Linked DNA regions of Mus musculus: region 2 is linked to region 1. Evidence: chromatin contacts called from public HiChIP or PLAC-seq data. All regions are on one chromosome and are shown on one strand. Each heading gives the region's core, a stretch centred on a gene start, on an enhancer-like site or on the middle of the called end of the contact. The rest is flanking DNA. Distances are from core to core; before and after follow the strand shown.

Evidence for each region. HiChIP or PLAC-seq counts read pairs in DNA pulled down with a chosen protein or histone mark.
Region 2: a contact with region 1 is called in an H3K27ac HiChIP or PLAC-seq map of embryonic stem cells, with 9 read pairs. The contact joins two enhancer-like sites. A contact is called at or near these places in 6 of 484 Hi-C or Micro-C datasets (the N1E-115 cell line, bone marrow-derived macrophages, embryonic fibroblasts and 3 more), 14 of 115 datasets of contacts at active chromatin or transcription factors (embryonic basal ganglia, embryonic hindbrain, embryonic stem cells and 7 more) and 2 of 9 other capture datasets (adipose tissue and liver).

The regions. Positions count from the first base shown.
Region 1 is chr6:125,440,637-125,444,534 of GRCm38.p6, forward strand. The region is part of intron 4 of Gm32673 (a long non-coding RNA gene); the gene reads left to right. Among named protein-coding and RNA genes, the nearest start is that of Gm32673, 12 kb to the left of the region's middle. Within about 2 kb of position 2,150, at least 7 of the 459 cell types and tissues checked have an H3K27ac peak or open chromatin away from gene starts, as enhancers often do. A contact at or near this core is called in embryonic stem cells and extraembryonic endoderm stem cells, where this site is marked.
Region 2 is chr6:125,571,497-125,575,036 of GRCm38.p6, forward strand. All of the region lies in intron 6 of Vwf (Von Willebrand factor), which reads left to right. Among named protein-coding and RNA genes, the nearest start is that of Vwf, 20 kb to the left of the region's middle. Within about 2 kb of position 1,890, at least 343 of the 459 cell types and tissues checked have an H3K27ac peak or open chromatin away from gene starts, as enhancers often do. A contact at or near this core is called in embryonic stem cells and extraembryonic endoderm stem cells, where this site is marked.

The DNA of each region.
Region 1 (3,898 bases), core at 900-3,399:
TCAATTCACACAAGGGTCAATCAGAATAGGGTGTACTGTGACTTATGACCAAAGAATTCAGAGTAGCAGGTGGGGATGCTGAGAGTTATCATATGACTGTGATGTAGAGAGAAGAGAGAAAATGGGACCACAGAGGGAGAAAGATGGGGAGGTTGGGGAGGGGTATGGCTCTGTGGTAGATTTGCTTGGGGGAGATAGATTAGAGTTCCTGCTATATGCAACTAATAGGCTAGCTTTGTTGTTATGGGGAGCCCACCAGGGATGACCACTCAGACACAGCCTACAGAAGTCTTTGTTCCAGCCAGCTTGGATGGTTACACTCAAGTATTCAGGACCCAAGTGTAGTGTTAATTGTTTAGAGTAAGGGTTTTTTAAAGGCAAAAACCATGTCCAGGCATCTTACTCAGCAGCTGCAGGAGGAAGGTTTTGTGCAAGTGAGTAGTTTAACAGAAACTAAGATAAGCATTTAGTTGGAGGGGAGGTATTCCATAAACAGGGCATTTAACAGAAGCTAAGATAAGTTAGCTGGGGCACTTTGACCTCAAGTTCCTAGAAAAGAGTTAATTTTCCATGAGACTTTTTGTCAAAGAGATCAAATTCTAGCTAAACCTAAAATGGCCCCAGAAAGAATATAAGATGGAGGAAACTTTGCAGTGCTTTGCCCTGTCCTGTTGATAGGCACACCAGAATTATCATTGTTGTTTTTAATCTGCAGTTTTAGGAATTAGGTATCATGGTAAAGATGTTTAACAATAACAAAACAAAACAAAACAAACAAACAAAAAAATAAAACCTGACTTTCTATGAAGTTCAACGTCTTGCCTAAAGTCATATTGCTACTAAGAGGCATGGGTAGGAAACCCAAGACTTCTGATTTGAAATCCCATGTGTCAACTGTGATTTATCTGTCTCTGGTTTTGTGGGTGTGGACTTCCCTGAACTTCTAATATTTTCATCACTGCTAGAGTTCTGGCAAAGGGGCCAGAGCAGGGATGAGGAGAGGGACAAGGACCCTCTGCAGTCAGGTGTTTCTCTCTGTGAACTTTCCTCTTTAGAACAAAGGTCACAGCCCATCATACCCTCACCTCTGTTCATAGAACATATGCAGGAGATGCAGTGCTCCAGGTCAGGTGAGGCCAGGCCAGCTGGGAGAGATGAATGCAGAGCCCCGAATCCATGGTATCCTGGGGCTGTTTGTGTACTGTGTAATCTCTGTGTCTACAATCTCTTTTGAGAGAAGCTTCGCAGGCAACTGTCTCTAAAGCCTCCTTATTCCTACCCTGACCCACAGCTGGCTGCTTTTACAGGACTGGGTACTGGCCCAAAGACAATCTTATCACAGACTGACAGAACTGTGATTCAGGTTGGTGGCCACGGATGTGACCAGACAGGAGCGTAGCAGTCAGCTGGACCTCTTGGTAAAGGGAGAAAAAGGAGCAAAAAGCTAACCATCTCAAGGAGTTCTGGGATCCTGAATATGAAGTCTACGATTTGGCAGCTCCCAGAGTCAACCCCTAGCCACCAGGCCTTTATTTTGTGAATCCCTTGAAAAAGTCCCCTCTTGATGTAGCTTAGGGATGGAGCACTTGTCTGGCATTCATGAGGCCCTGTGTTTAATTACCAGCAACACGTACATGCACACAAAAGTGTCTGCTCACTTTAGACCTCAGCTGAGGGGTGTCTTAAGTAGTCTGCTGCTTGTAGCATCAAGCACTAGAGTACATTTTATATTTACGATTCTGTCTTTCTCTAAAACTGAGGACAGAACCCAGGGCCAGCTAGGCAAATGCCCACCATTGAGCTGTATGCCAAAGCACCCATGTTTACTTCTTCAACTGTTTACAAGAGGCCCAGAAGGGAGCATTCTGGAATGTCTCCTCCCTTCCCTTCTGGCAGGCTCTCTCCACAACGGCAACTATCTTCCCAGATTTTGGGGGCATCTTTCCATCTAAGCAGACATAATCCTATTTGCATTCTGTCCCGTTCTTCCCATCTTGCACACATATTCTCGTTGCTCTGTGGCATTTTTTTTTCCTTTGTAGTTGTGAAGGCTTAATTAACTTTTGCTCTCAGTGAGGGCAGAGACTTGTGATGCTCTCTTGGTGTGGCAAGACTGCTTTCCTCGTTCACATTCCGGGAGAGGGCGGGGGCAGCAGCTGAGGCCTGGAGCCTTGGGGAAGTTGTGCGTTTGTATTCATGCCTGCATGCACCTGTGCATCTCCAGGAGGGGCTGCCGGAGAGCTCGGCTGTGGATGCCTTTGTTAGTCAGCTCTCCATCATTGTGGAATAACACCTGGAATAATCGACGTAAGGAAACATTTATGTTGGCTCATGTTTTTGTAGGTTTCTTATATGGTCCTGCTGTTTGGGGTCTGTAGTGGTGCATTAGAGCAAGGGTGTTCACGTTGTAATAGTCAAAAAGCAAAGAGAGAGGAAGAAGATATTGGTTGTGCTCCCAATATCATCCTTAAGGGTCCATCCTGAAAGACCTAACTCCCTCCCACTGGGTTCTACCTTCTAAAGATCCCATTCTAGCTCCTGATGTTGGAGACCAAGCCTTCAGTCCATATGCCCTTGAGTGGCATCTCAGGTCTGTAATGCTCACTCGAAGGGCCAGTTCTAGGGCCGAGGTCTCACTAACAAGCCTCAAGCCTAACCCTTGTTTTAGTTTCTGCCTCATGATGAGGAATAATAATCTTCTCTGGAGGCGTCGAGAGGATAGGCTGAGGACACGTTGAAGACCTGTTTTGTGAGTTCTCAGGCCATAGGCACTCACAGCCTAGAGGATGTGCCTGCCCTCTGCTTCCAGCATTTCCCAGCTTCCAACAACTCAGGAGGCCGAGGCAGGAGAATTGCCTTGAGTTTGAGGACAACATAGCTACACAGTGAGTTGTAGACCAGCCGGAGTTACAGTATGAGATCTGAAACAACAACTGTAGCAACAAAATGGTGCATGGTGTGAGATTTTAATGATGAGATCTGTCTGACGAGATAGGAGGGAGAGACTGGGAAGGTGGCGGTTTCGCTGGAAAGAAGCCAAAGATGAGAACAGACAGATACCTAGGGATGGAGAAACATGGTGGGGCATGTGTCTATGTCTTCCAGTCCTTTGGGTGGGCAGAAAAATCTAGGTTTTCAAGTGTGGTGGGCCTGGCTCCTACCCTGGCCACCAGTGGCCTCTGTTTGTCACTTTTGCAGTGAGCCATCTCTCAGGGCACCTCTGTGTTTTAATCACTTCTGTCGGTTAGACTTGCCTTATAATTTGATAATTTGCCATTCGAAGCATGTGAACATGACAGGAATATATTCCCCTTAGTATAAATACAGGCGTGTCCACGAGTCAGTATGCCTAGCCATTGGAAGAGTGGTTAGAGAAGCTGTGTCCCTGTTGTTCCTACTGGGAAAGCCCTGACCACCATGTCACCTCCAACGCTGCTTGAGGGCTGAGATGTGACTCAGTGATAGGGAACTTGCCTGGCGTGGGTGAAGCCACGGGGTCTCACCAAAGAAAGCTACTTGAGAGCCACACTGAAGTCAGAAACAAGACAGACTTAGCAAGGTTTTGTGTAGGGTGTACGGCTGACGTCATCCAGAAGCATTCTAGATACAACAGCAAGTGAGTGCTGCTTACAGGGGCTGTAGTCGTCAGGGTTCTACAGAGGATACATAAGAGGAAGTATGGGTGCGGGCATAGGTGAGAGGGAGAGCTTTTCAAAGTTCTTTTTAATTATGTCTCGGCGTGATATGTGCTCATGAGTGCTGTGGTGGTGGTGGTGGGGGGGGGGGGGAAGGTGCCAGGGTCCCTGGAGCTAGAGTTACTGAAGCAGTTTTAAGTTATCTGGTGTGGGGACTGAGAACTGAACTTGGGTCTCCAGGAAGAGCATCGTGTCCTCTTAAC
Region 2 (3,540 bases), core at 640-3,139, 130 kb after region 1:
AAGGAATCTTTGTTATTTTCACAAAACACCTTGAATCAGAGGAACACTTTGAATCCAGGAGCATGTCAGACTCAGGGGAATATCCTGGGAGGATGCTAAATGTAGCGGCCTCAACTCTTTTTTTTTTTTTTCCATTTTTTATTAGGTATTTAACTCATTTACATTTCCAATGCTATACCAAAAGTCCCCCATATCCACCCACCCCCACTCCCCTGCCCACCCACTCCCCCTTTTTGGCCCTGGTATTCCCCTGTACTGGGGCATATAAAGTTTGCAAGTCCAATGGGCCTCTCTTTCCAGTGATGGCCGACTAGGCCATCTTTTGATATATATGCAGCTAGAGTCAAGAGCTCCGGGGTACTGGTTAGTTCATAATGTTGTTCCACCTATAGGGTTGCAGATCCCTTTAGCTCCTTGGCTACTTTCTCTAGCTCCTCCATTGGGAGCCCTATGATCCATCCATTAGCTGACTGTGAGCATCCACTTCTGTGTTTGCTGGGCCCCGGCATAGTCTCACAAGAGACAGCTACATCTGCGTCCTTTCAATAAAATCTTGCTAGTGTATGCAATGGTGTCAGCGTTTGGATGCTGATTATGGGGTGGATCCCTGGCTATGGCAGTCTCTACATGGTCCATCCTTTCATCTCAGCTCCAAACTCCGTCTCTGTAACTCCTTCCATGGGTGTTTTGTTCCCAAATCTAAGGAGGGGCATAGTGTCCACACTTCAGTCTTCATTCTCCTTGAGTTTCATGTGTTTAGCAAATTATATCTTATATCTTGGGTATCCTAGGTTTGGGGCTAATATCCACTTATCAGTGAACACATACGGCCTCAACTCTTAAGCACACAACTTCCAACTTGTAAACAAAAGACATCCCAAAAGCCATTTTTTTGCCCTTGTGCTTCCAGTGACTCAGCGGCGCAAGGCCCGCTGGGTAGTTGCCTGGCACGTGGCCACGGTTGCTAACAAGGGCAGACTTAAGCTCCAGACTGAGCGCCAAGAGGCCCGTGCTTTGTGCAGAAGGGGGATTTCCTCTTTCCCAGGGCTTGAGATAGCTGACATTTGTCCTTTTAAAGACAAACCGTTGAGATTCTCTCCCCCATAGTTGGGTGCGCTGGTCAGTTTTTTTTCAGCTTGACACAAACTAGAGTCACCTAGAAAAGGGAACCTCAGATGAGGAATTGCCTCCGTCACATCAGCCTGTGGGTTTGGAAAATGAGATGTCCAGAGCACATCCAAATAGGCAAGTGAGACAGGCATGCCCTTCCTCTAGAGATGCTTGACCAACAGACAGATTTCAAAAGAAATCCATCCAAGGTACTGTGCACGAGAGACTTTTCTCACTTCCCCCTTTGGGTTTCTAAATTAGAGTTCTGTGTTTGGTTGGTGGCATTCCCTCTCCCTCCCTTCAAGGCGAGGCTGAGAGCAACAGGTCCCGCCGAGCATATTTTGTTTTGTTTGGCTTTGCAAACACAGGCTGCAAACAGCAAGGGCTTGGCAGATGCTGCCCACCCTCAGAGTATCAAGGAACAAACCCTTTGATGTGGCGTTAGTGGGAGGTACAGACAGACTTTTTCTGGAGAGAACCTGATACTGAGGGTGAGTTGAGGAGGGAAAGACTGGGTGCTTTGTTCAAGGAAGACAAAGCACGGATGCAGCTTTGCTAAGTCTGCGGGGACACATTTTAAGGCTCCAGCTGTATGTCCCTACTCACTTTGTCTCCCGGGTGCTTTAACCAGCATCCTGGGAACAGCTGAAGAACGTGGTTCTTGGTTCGGGACTGAGGCTCCAAACACACCTCCCTGAGGCACGAACTCCTTCAAGTCCAGCACTCACAGTTCAGAGTTTCAGTTTGTTTACCTAGAGAACTGTATTCTGCCCTTAGCCAATCAGATCGTGTTTGCTCACAGCCGGGATCCCTCATTGGCTGGGATGCGCAGTGACTCATCTCCTGGGAGGTGATTAATGTGGCCTCTTGTAAGTTTTTGCTCCCGCTGGGCCCCACGCTTAGATATTGGGTCTGCTAACTGGGAGTCTTTTAGCAGCGGGGTTTTGGATTCAGGAGCCAGTTGGAATGGTTGAGCGTTCTCAGGGAGGCTGCACTAGTGTACAACTGCTTTGGTTAGCTGTCAGAACCAGTCACCTCTCTTTTCTCCTGATTTTTGTAGCTCTTTCAGGGAGCCTGGTCATAATTCTTATACCTTGGGGAGGAACGTTTGCCTGTTGTACCAACAGACCCACAGCCTCTCTCTGCTGGGACCGATAATGGCTTGTTGGATCTCATCGTTTGCAGTTTTAGTTTTGTTTTTGTTTTCCAGCTGAGCCTGGAGCCCAAGCCATAAATGTCCAGATTAAGTGATGCTCATCTGCTCACAGCTACCACACAACACATGCTTTTTAGAGAGATCCTTAGCCTTTCTCTTTTTGTAAAATGAAGTCTGGGGAGCATGGGGGAAGGGCTGAACTTCACAAAGGGATAGTAGCTTTGGTCCTGTGTCCTGCCTGTAATTTGAAGCCGAAAGCCCCATAGGGTTGCTGTTAGCCCACAGAGTGGTCATTCTAGCTATGGAAAAAGACACTCCTTTCCCAAGGCAATCTCCTGTCACTGATGGAAACCTACCACAGTGAACACAACCACTGCACGTCCCACGATATACAGATCTGCGGGTGATGCTAAGGCCCACTATGTAAGTGTCAGCCACTTGGCACATCACCGTTGGTCATAGTGTAGCCTGTCACCGCACTTGGTGACTTTGGACTAGCCTGGGAGTCACCGAAGCCATTATCACCACTCTCAGGTCACATTCCCCAGTGTGACAAGATTGGCTCCTGCCTTTGCTACTGCTGTCAAGAGCATGAGGACACGTCCATGCTTGGCACCAAGAGATCTCTCCCTGTAATTCCTAAGAGTTTGTCTTCACGATGACCAACTGCCAAGTTACTGGGAATCCCAAGTGTTCAGTTACTGGGAATCCCAAGTGTGGTTGCTGCTAATTTTTACTTGAGCCACAGCAGGGGAGTAATCCAGTGGTAGCAGCATCGTCAGATGAGTCAGGATTGGGAGAAATGGATTTTCATCAACGTTAGGAATCCCAGGCTCACAAACACTGAAGCACTGGATGAGATTCTCAAAGTTACCTCTACATCCCCCTACCCCCTGCGGGAAGGTGCTCTGTGAACAACAGCCAGATGGGCTGGATGTGTTCTGATCTTGGCTTTAAGAGTCAAGGCCTTAGAATAGGCTTGCTAGGCTCTTTCTGGCCTTCATGCACAGCTCAGCTCTAGCTGGCTCCTCAGCTTCCTGAGAGAGCACACTCCATTAGTTTATGCTCCTTTGAAGTTAGAGCTCTGTGTGTCTATCCATGTCCCTGAATACTGGAGTCTAGGACCCCTCTGGGCCAGTTGCTCTGGGCTGGTGTGTGAGCCCTGATTCCATAGTCGGTCAGTCTCCTCCACAGCAGCTGGAGACTTTCCACTTTCCTTTCACCTGTGAATTTGGTGTTTATTATGGGAGCATGTGACATTTTTCTGTGCTGTC